2 separate regions of the Mus musculus genome follow, and region 2 is linked to region 1. The links are chromatin contacts, called in public Hi-C maps. All regions are on one chromosome and are shown on one strand. Each heading gives the region's core, a stretch centred on a gene start, on an enhancer-like site or on the middle of the called end of the contact. The rest is flanking DNA. Distances are from core to core; before and after follow the strand shown.

Region 1 (3,837 bases), core at 466-2,965:
TTAGTCCCTAGGCCAGGATAAGCTTATAAATGAATTCAGTTTTCCTACCTCATGGAAACCCAATTGCTAGTTATTCACTCACCAAGCCTTTATGAACTCTCTTCTATTAATCCAGCAACTGCTCTGCACAAAAACTAAAAGGTATAAAAAACAATATATCCGTGGGGCTCAAACACCTAACCAGGAAGGAAAGACACATCTTGAACTCTATCTGCACAAATCTCTTGTTTTCACCATCTGTGCCACAGACAGAGGAAGTCCTACCTCAAAGCAGAGGGAAGACTTGGTGAGATGGCATATGCAAGGAATATTGACATTGCTCAAAAAAAAAATGCTCTTTTATTTCCTATGGATATTGCTGCTATGGGCATCCCAACAGGAACAATGATGGGATTCCCTGGGATTTTGCATCTGTGAGGCAGGGAAGACTCTTCAGAAGCAGGAACCTGGAAGGGATTATTATAGAGAGGGAAGAAGAGAATAGAATCCTTCCAGGTTTAAAAAAAAAAAAACCTCAGTGCACAGGCAAGCAAGGTAGGAATATCTCACATATACAAACACACACACACACACACACACACACACACACACATACACACACACACACACACCCCTTTCCACGTGTATCCTACCGTGTTTTAGTAGCTTGGAGTTCAAGGTTACATTACATTACTTACCATATACACACGAAAATGAAGACCTGTCAAATGAAAATCAACAGATTCTAAGGTTGCCACAATGGGGAAGTTGCCACTATTGCTGGTTTTCAGCAGAGGCAGGCAGATGTGGAGAAAAGCCCCATAGCAGAAGGCAGGAGGCTTCAGGTGTGTCCTGCCTGAGTGCATTGGTCCAAACCAAGCTGTAGGTGAGCAGCTAAGTCGAGCACCCCTTCTTGTAATTGGTTGGTATGTACCTTGGGCTTTCTCTGGTTGCCCTAAGTTGGAAGCAACAGCATTATGGAAGGTGTCCCTTACTCATCAAGTCTAAGCCAGTTAAGACTGTTCTCATTGGGTGAACTAGTTTAGCTTCCTGGATTGCTGTTAGAAGTGGCATCCTGCTTCCTACAAGTCTGGCATAACTGACTGGCTTCCTAAGATGGCCATTATAGATGATGAACTGGATCCCCATGGCTGGACACTGCTGATTGAGTCAGAGTTCTCATTTTCCACATGATCTGTCCATTGTCTACTTGCTTTCTACCTCTCTGTTCAAGTTAAATGCCTTGGGTTGCCCACCTCATTAATAGTTAGATGTCTTTCCTTTCTCCCTATGTTTAACATGTCCAAAAAACATGTGGGACGTGTCAAGAAAACCATAGCATGAATATATTTCTCTAGATCACAGATGACAGCACCTCTTCTTATTCTAGAGAGCATTTCTTTCCTTGGCAACCCATTAGTCATGACATCCTGGAAGCCTAAGGAGACATGAAACCTTCCCTCTGGCACTCATGGTGCTGCGTTGGGCACTGGCCCATACTTGGTCTGAAGATGCATTCTGGCTTCTCCTGCCTCTCTGCTGGAACCAGACTCCAACTCCTTCTTAGAACTCGACACCGGATTGTAATCCACAGCATCTTTGGCTATGAATTTACAAAGACAGCTCTTTTTCTCACAGATGGTTGTGTCATGTATTTCACTCTTCAGAGAGAAAGAGCAAAATTGCTGCCCAAAGCGTTTCTATGAGATGTCTGAATAATAATAGAGACTGGGCCAAACCCATGGCTTCCTGATGAGCTGACTTTGTGCAGAGCCTTGAGAAAGGGAAAGTCAATACCCCACTTAGACGGCTTGTCTGAGAAATCAGATGTCTTGATCACACTTTTGGCAAATCTTGGGCTGCAATCAATTCTTGGATGGGTCCTCTGACAGGTGCTCACACTGACGCTATTCTAAGCCATTGATTAAAGAGGGATCCATATGCTTTAGACACCAGATGTGTGAGAAGCATACATTTAGCCGAGAAAAACGGAGAGGCTTGACTGATGTTTTCTCCAGATGGACCACAGGGGTGTCTGAAGTAAATAAACTATTTTTAGTAGGTTAGGTCACAGAGGTGAAAGAAAAAGAAGGGACATTCAGAAATCATGTTTATTCTGTGTGGATGTCCATGTGTTTTATTTCTTAATGGTGACTTGGGTTTTACCTTAAGACACTTAGTGTATACTTAATGCCTGTTAAAACACATGATGCTTACTGAAGAAACAGACAGTTTGAAATGAAGAATAAAAAAAAATGTTAGGGTAATTAACGTTCACTGTCTGCTTTTTGTAATATCACTCCAAGCCAGGACAGGACTGTTTGCTAATTAAAAAGACACTCTGGGTTCAAAAGATGTATTATCATATTGGTCAAAGAGCCATGACATATAAAACTCTATACTTAATTCTGTGTGAGAAGAAGTAAACAAAGATACATCTGCTTGATGCTGTTTTCAATTAGGGCCATTCTGCTCCCCAAGCCCCATCCCAAGGAATATGAGATAAGATTTGGCAACAATTCCCAGTGTCAAAACTTAGAGGAGATGTCACTGTTACCTACGGAGAAGCCAGGGGTGATGCTGACCATTATAAAATGCACAGGACAGCCTCATCCTCAAAGAACTATATAGCTTGAAATATCAGTTGTGCCAGTAAGGCTAAGGAACCTTGTTCTTATCTAAGTCATCCACTCTCTTCTCTCCAGAAGCTTGAGACTGGGAGTTCTAGAAAGAAATAGATTATAAGTTATCAATTCCTCCATCCTCCTCCTATCAATTTGCCATTAAAGACTAACTCACCTTTCTAAGTACCTTTGTACCCCGCAGTAAAACTCTTTGCTAGTCTCTCTGTGGACAATCCATGTTTCTTGACCATCATATGTTAATCTTTTACTAGTTATATTTCTTATTGCTATGACAAAATGCATGATAAAAAGCAAGTTAAGAAAAGGATTTATTATTATGTTTGAGGGGTTATTGACTGTTATGGTGGGGAATACATGACAGGAGAAATAGGAGCTGGCTGGTTGTGCTGTATTCTGCAGATCCAAAGCAGAGAGAAATGAATGGGGTTATTCAAGTGGCCTCTTCTGGTTTCCTTTTGTGTTTAGCCTGGGAGCCAGGCCCTAATTTGGTGCAGGTGACATTCAGGTTGGGTTTTCCCACTTCTGTTAAACCTCTCTGGAAACTGCCTCACAGAAATGTCTAGAAGTGTGTCTCCTAGATGATTCGAAATCCAGTCAGGTTGACAGTAAAAGTTAACCATCAAGTCTGTCTACCCACTCTTCTCTGGCAAATTCTTAGCTACTTATTAAGGGCCCATTCAGATGCTCAATCTACCTTCCCATCCCTGTCCCTCCCAGTAGAGAAAATCCTTCCTCCCTCTGCCTCCAGCACACCATCATCACACTGTGCCATCATGGCTCATTTGCTTTTTAGGAAAGCTAAGCTTCCCAGGCACGAAGTCTTTCCCATGCCTGTACCCCCCAGTCCTGACAGTATGTCTACCACTTAGTAGGTGAACAACTATTTTACATCAAATCCCTCATCAAAAAGAGATGCTGAATTCCTGTGCCTCTCCCACAGAAAATCCAGATTTCATAAACAGAGACAGCTTTTGTTGTGACTCAGAGAGAACATGTGTTGTCTGGGTTATATGGAAATCACTCAGCACAATGCCTGACACATAGATTTTTAGTAAATGAGGATCATTTTCTTTGAATTTCTCTTCAAAGCAACTCAGCAAATTGCATGCCTCAGCTACTGGGAATATGCAGGTAGGAAGCTGTCATCCACCTTGCTGTCATGAAGACTGATGTTTATCATTGAGCAAAGCACGATTCTGCCCAGTTCTTACCA
Region 2 (3,837 bases), core at 525-3,024, 400 kb after region 1:
ACACTGGGACCATACACCTCATACAGAATGCCTTTTAAACACTGAAATTAGCTCTCTTAAAATGCCTTAGCTTAAGGGTTGAGGGCTTCTCTAGCATGTAGATGTCCTGTATTAAACCCCAGTTCGGGGCTAGGGGAGCGGCCACAGTGTGCAGTTGATTCATTGCAGTAAGTACATCCCACTATTATGTAGCCATTAGCACTGTCTGAAGAGACAAAGTTTGCAAAAACCGAAACTCTCTATTCATAAAACAAGAACTTCCCACCCTCCCACCCCAAGCCCCTGTCAATCTGTGCTGTATCTCTATGAGCCTGAGTACTCTGGGTACCTGGCATGTGTACAACCATACAGTGTTTTGTCCTTTTGTGACCAGCACAATGTGTTCAAGGCTCCCTGTGTTGTCTATAGTCAGCATCCTCAACCTTGTTACAAAGGAACCGATGTCACTTCCCAGGCCAACTGTGCTTCATGCTTGATTCTCATCAGCTCTCCATTGCAGTGAGCCCTGGCCCAGTCAGTTTGTAGTCCTGGGACCTCATCCCCAAATCCTCAGCACCTGAAATCTACGACTCTTTAGGACACATTTTACAAAGCCTAACTACTGGCAGTCCCTGTCCTGGGCAGTTTTATACATCTTACTTCACTTTCGTGACTTCCTTACGAGGCACAGAATAGCTTATGCGACTCCGATTTACAGAGCCTCACAGTCTTGGAAGGTGCGTGCGGTGACTTTCAAAGGGACTACAGTTACCACAGGCAGTCCCGGAATTAGAACCTCTGAAGTCCCAGACATGCTGTGGTACCGCTCAGTTCCTGCCTGTGCTAGCTCTCCTTCTGCGGGGTAGCTGTTACTCCCCATACACCCACAAGTAAACACATTTCTTCGCTGAACTACAGCTGAGGCTGTTTCCTCTTGGCCTCTCTCTCCACTGCACTGTTTGAGCCTCGTGGTACCCAGCATCTCTGAGCCATGTCTGAGCTTGGAGGCTCCTGTTCCTCATCGCTTCTTGGCTGGTTGGCATGAGCCTAGCCCTTCCCTTCTTTTCATCATACCCCAGTAGGGATCTACTTTGTAGTTTCAACTTAACTTCGGCTAGTCTTTTCAGTCATTATGTTTTAGCTAAACACAATGATCCAAGACAACTAACATTTTACTTTGTTGAAAGTACACGATAATTCAATGTCTACACCACCATATTCCTTTGACTTGGAGTAACGGAAGACATTTTATAGTTGGGAAACACCACCACTGCACTAAGAGCAGCACAAATGTCATAAGGGTGTGAATGCTGATGTTTGGCTGTGCAGAGGGGACGGTTGGCATTTTAGGTGTTGGGTGCAAAAGACATTCTCTGTGACAGACGAAGAGTTGATGGCTGGGTAGGGAGGAGGCTGGTGCCTAAGATGACAAGCTCAACGGAAAAACATGCAAAGCCGAGGACACAGGTATTTTTGGTTGCATCCCGCAGCGGAGCTTTAGCGTCTGATCTTCCATCGCCGCAGGGCGAACAGGTGATCGGCTGTGAGTGCATGGATGTGTTTAGCATGTGTGCAGCTGTGACTGGCTGCCTTAGAAGACAGATGCTCTTCTTATACATTCTTCACTGGGAAACAGGAAGCTCCCACAGAGGTGGTCAGGACCCTGCAGTGATGTGACAGGATGTCTGATTTACAGTCGCTTCACTGTAAGACAGAACCAGGCAGTGTGAGGATGGAGCAGCTGCTATAGGGACTGGCAGCAGACTGTGTGTGGGTGTGTGCGTGCATATCTATGCAAGAGAGAGGTGGGGGGACTGCGTACACTAGGTATCTCAGGTCCAGACAACCAACTGTTACTTGGAGTGATGTCATAAAACCATCCAAATGTAAGTTCTAAATCTCATAGCTTGCTGCTTCTACCCAAGAGCAGGAAAATGGCTTGCGAATTACAGTTCATGATAGAACATGACACTTTTGGATTTATAAAGGCCATTTTCAAATATTCCGTTTTGTCTTTCAGGCACACAGGATGCTGTGTGTATGTATAACAAACCATGAACTTGGCTGTGGTCTGACTACTTCTGCCTGGTGGAAAGCAAGCCGAGGTCACGGGCACTCCTTCCAGGAAGAGTGTTAACAGCCGGTCTGTAATTTGTGGCTCTTCTCTGGAGCTGCAGCAATGGAGCTGCAGCAATTTCAGATGCCCTGCCCTGCCTGAGTGCTTGAGTCCAGGGAGAGACTATGGTGAGCAGAGCCCTCTGCTGGCTGGAGTCAAGAATGCAGTGAGTGAGGCCTGACAGGTTTCTTAAGGCTCTTTATGGAAGAGCTGTGTCACTGAAGCAAAAGTTAGTCTCTAGTGACAACAATGGGGTGACAGCACAATTCAAGAAAATATGAATAGCTGGGAGCCTGGGGCTGAAGACAACACAAAAATAGTGGAAATGAATGGGAAGGACAATGGACTTTCTCTGGTCATACTCAGGTACAAGCTTGGACTTAAAAGGCATTCTGAGAAAGAGGCAGCAGTGTGCTGGGCTCCTTACACTCAGAACACACACCTGCTGTGTCACACTGGTGGACAGAACTGGTTAGGAGGGGGGGAGGAAGAGGAAGAAGAGGAGGAAGAGGAAGAGGAGGAAGAGGAGGAGGAGGAGGAAGAAGAGGAGGAAGAGGAGGAGGAGGTGGCAGCAATAGCCACAGGACAGTCATATACAATTGAGGCTGTCCTTTGCCTGTCTGTAGACTCTTCATCCATGTCAATCTTCTTTTACATAAAAAGTAGCATCTCTGAACTCAGCAAGCGCTGCCCAGGACTACAGCAACCCTGGTACTCACTGGTTCAGCCAGGTAAGGGCGACTGCAGCACATAGTGGACACACAGAGCCCAGGGACTTACAACAGAGCTGGGCTGAGTCAGATCAGTCAGCGGGCCACTGGAATGAAAAGCCCCTCCATGTGGCTATCAGGGATGAGTGAGCATTTACAGGGAAGTGGGCCTCCAGAGACGGTGCAGAGAGGTTTTGGCATGGACTCTGGGGACAAGTAGTTGAGGTCCTGCCTGAGCTTGGTAACATTGGCAAACTATCGTGTGCTTCTGTTTTCTCACGGAGGGTCGTGAGAGGGAGTGGCAGTAGCAGAATGACCTTAGTCAGTAGAGTGCAAGGTAAAAGCTCTTACCATGAGCCTTGTACACACTACTGCCATGGTTATTTTCATTTTTCCCGACCCCTTAGGTCCTCTAAGGCATGAGGGCAGGTGGGGTGGTGGTGGGGACTCTGCTTCTCTACTTAGTGAGTCACAGCCTTGCTAAGGGTTTGAAGGGGCTGCTTACACCTGCCTAGACTCTGGAGGACAGGCTGTAGCACCATTTATGGACTAGAATACTTGCTTAGGGCTTGGAGCATTCCATCAGTGTTAAGTGTCTACCACATTACACCCTAAGGTGGATGTAGAAGGTTTAAATCCTAGAGGTCATTGAATTTCAAAATAAGTTGCAGGGTAGTATTTACTTATATTCTGTCTGCACCCATGAGTGCTGAAAATGACCTACAAAGAAATAAACTCTTTGGTTCATCACTATGTTTCCTTAGAGCCGTAGTTTGGAGCAGAAGATGCCCATTAATTCTTCATGGAGATGCTGGGTGAAGGACTAGCAAAGTGTTGTTAGGAGGGCAATGGGGAGAACACATAGTCACCATAAGTGAGGGAGAAAGGCTTGAGGCTACCATGCCAATGCAAGGGGGATGGTCCAGAAGCTGCAAGGGTCATGGCTGAGACAGAGTGTGTCCCCTGAGACCAGACATGGTTCTGCAGAGGGCTTACCACTGTTCTCCCTGGCTTTGGATCCAACGTTCAGAA

What was found. Hi-C and Micro-C count contacts between places; a contact is called where the count stands out from the background.
Region 2: a contact with region 1 is called in a Hi-C map of cortical neurons, with 4 times the contacts expected there. The contact joins two enhancer-like sites. A contact is called at or near these places in 4 of 15 datasets of contacts at CTCF or cohesin (the NIH/3T3 cell line, embryonic stem cells, pro-B cells and 1 more), 49 of 484 Hi-C or Micro-C datasets (the 4T1 cell line, B cells, the Ba/F3 cell line and 37 more) and 10 of 115 datasets of contacts at active chromatin or transcription factors (the NIH/3T3 cell line, T-cell acute lymphoblastic leukemia, a beta-TC-6 cell line and 4 more).

Annotation. Positions count from the first base shown.
Region 1 is chr5:73,871,371-73,875,207 of GRCm38.p6, forward strand. No RefSeq gene overlaps it. Among named protein-coding and RNA genes, the nearest start is that of 1700019F05Rik, 40 kb to the right of the region's middle. Within about 2 kb of position 1,716, at least 6 of the 459 cell types and tissues checked have an H3K27ac peak or open chromatin away from gene starts, as enhancers often do. A contact at or near this core is called in cortical neurons, where this site is marked.
Region 2 is chr5:74,275,712-74,279,548 of GRCm38.p6, forward strand. All of the region lies in intron 5 of Scfd2 (Sec1 family domain containing 2), which reads right to left. Among named protein-coding and RNA genes, the nearest start is that of Gm32064, 39 kb to the right of the region's middle. Within about 2 kb of position 1,775, at least 58 of the 459 cell types and tissues checked have an H3K27ac peak or open chromatin away from gene starts, as enhancers often do. A contact at or near this core is called in cortical neurons, where this site is marked.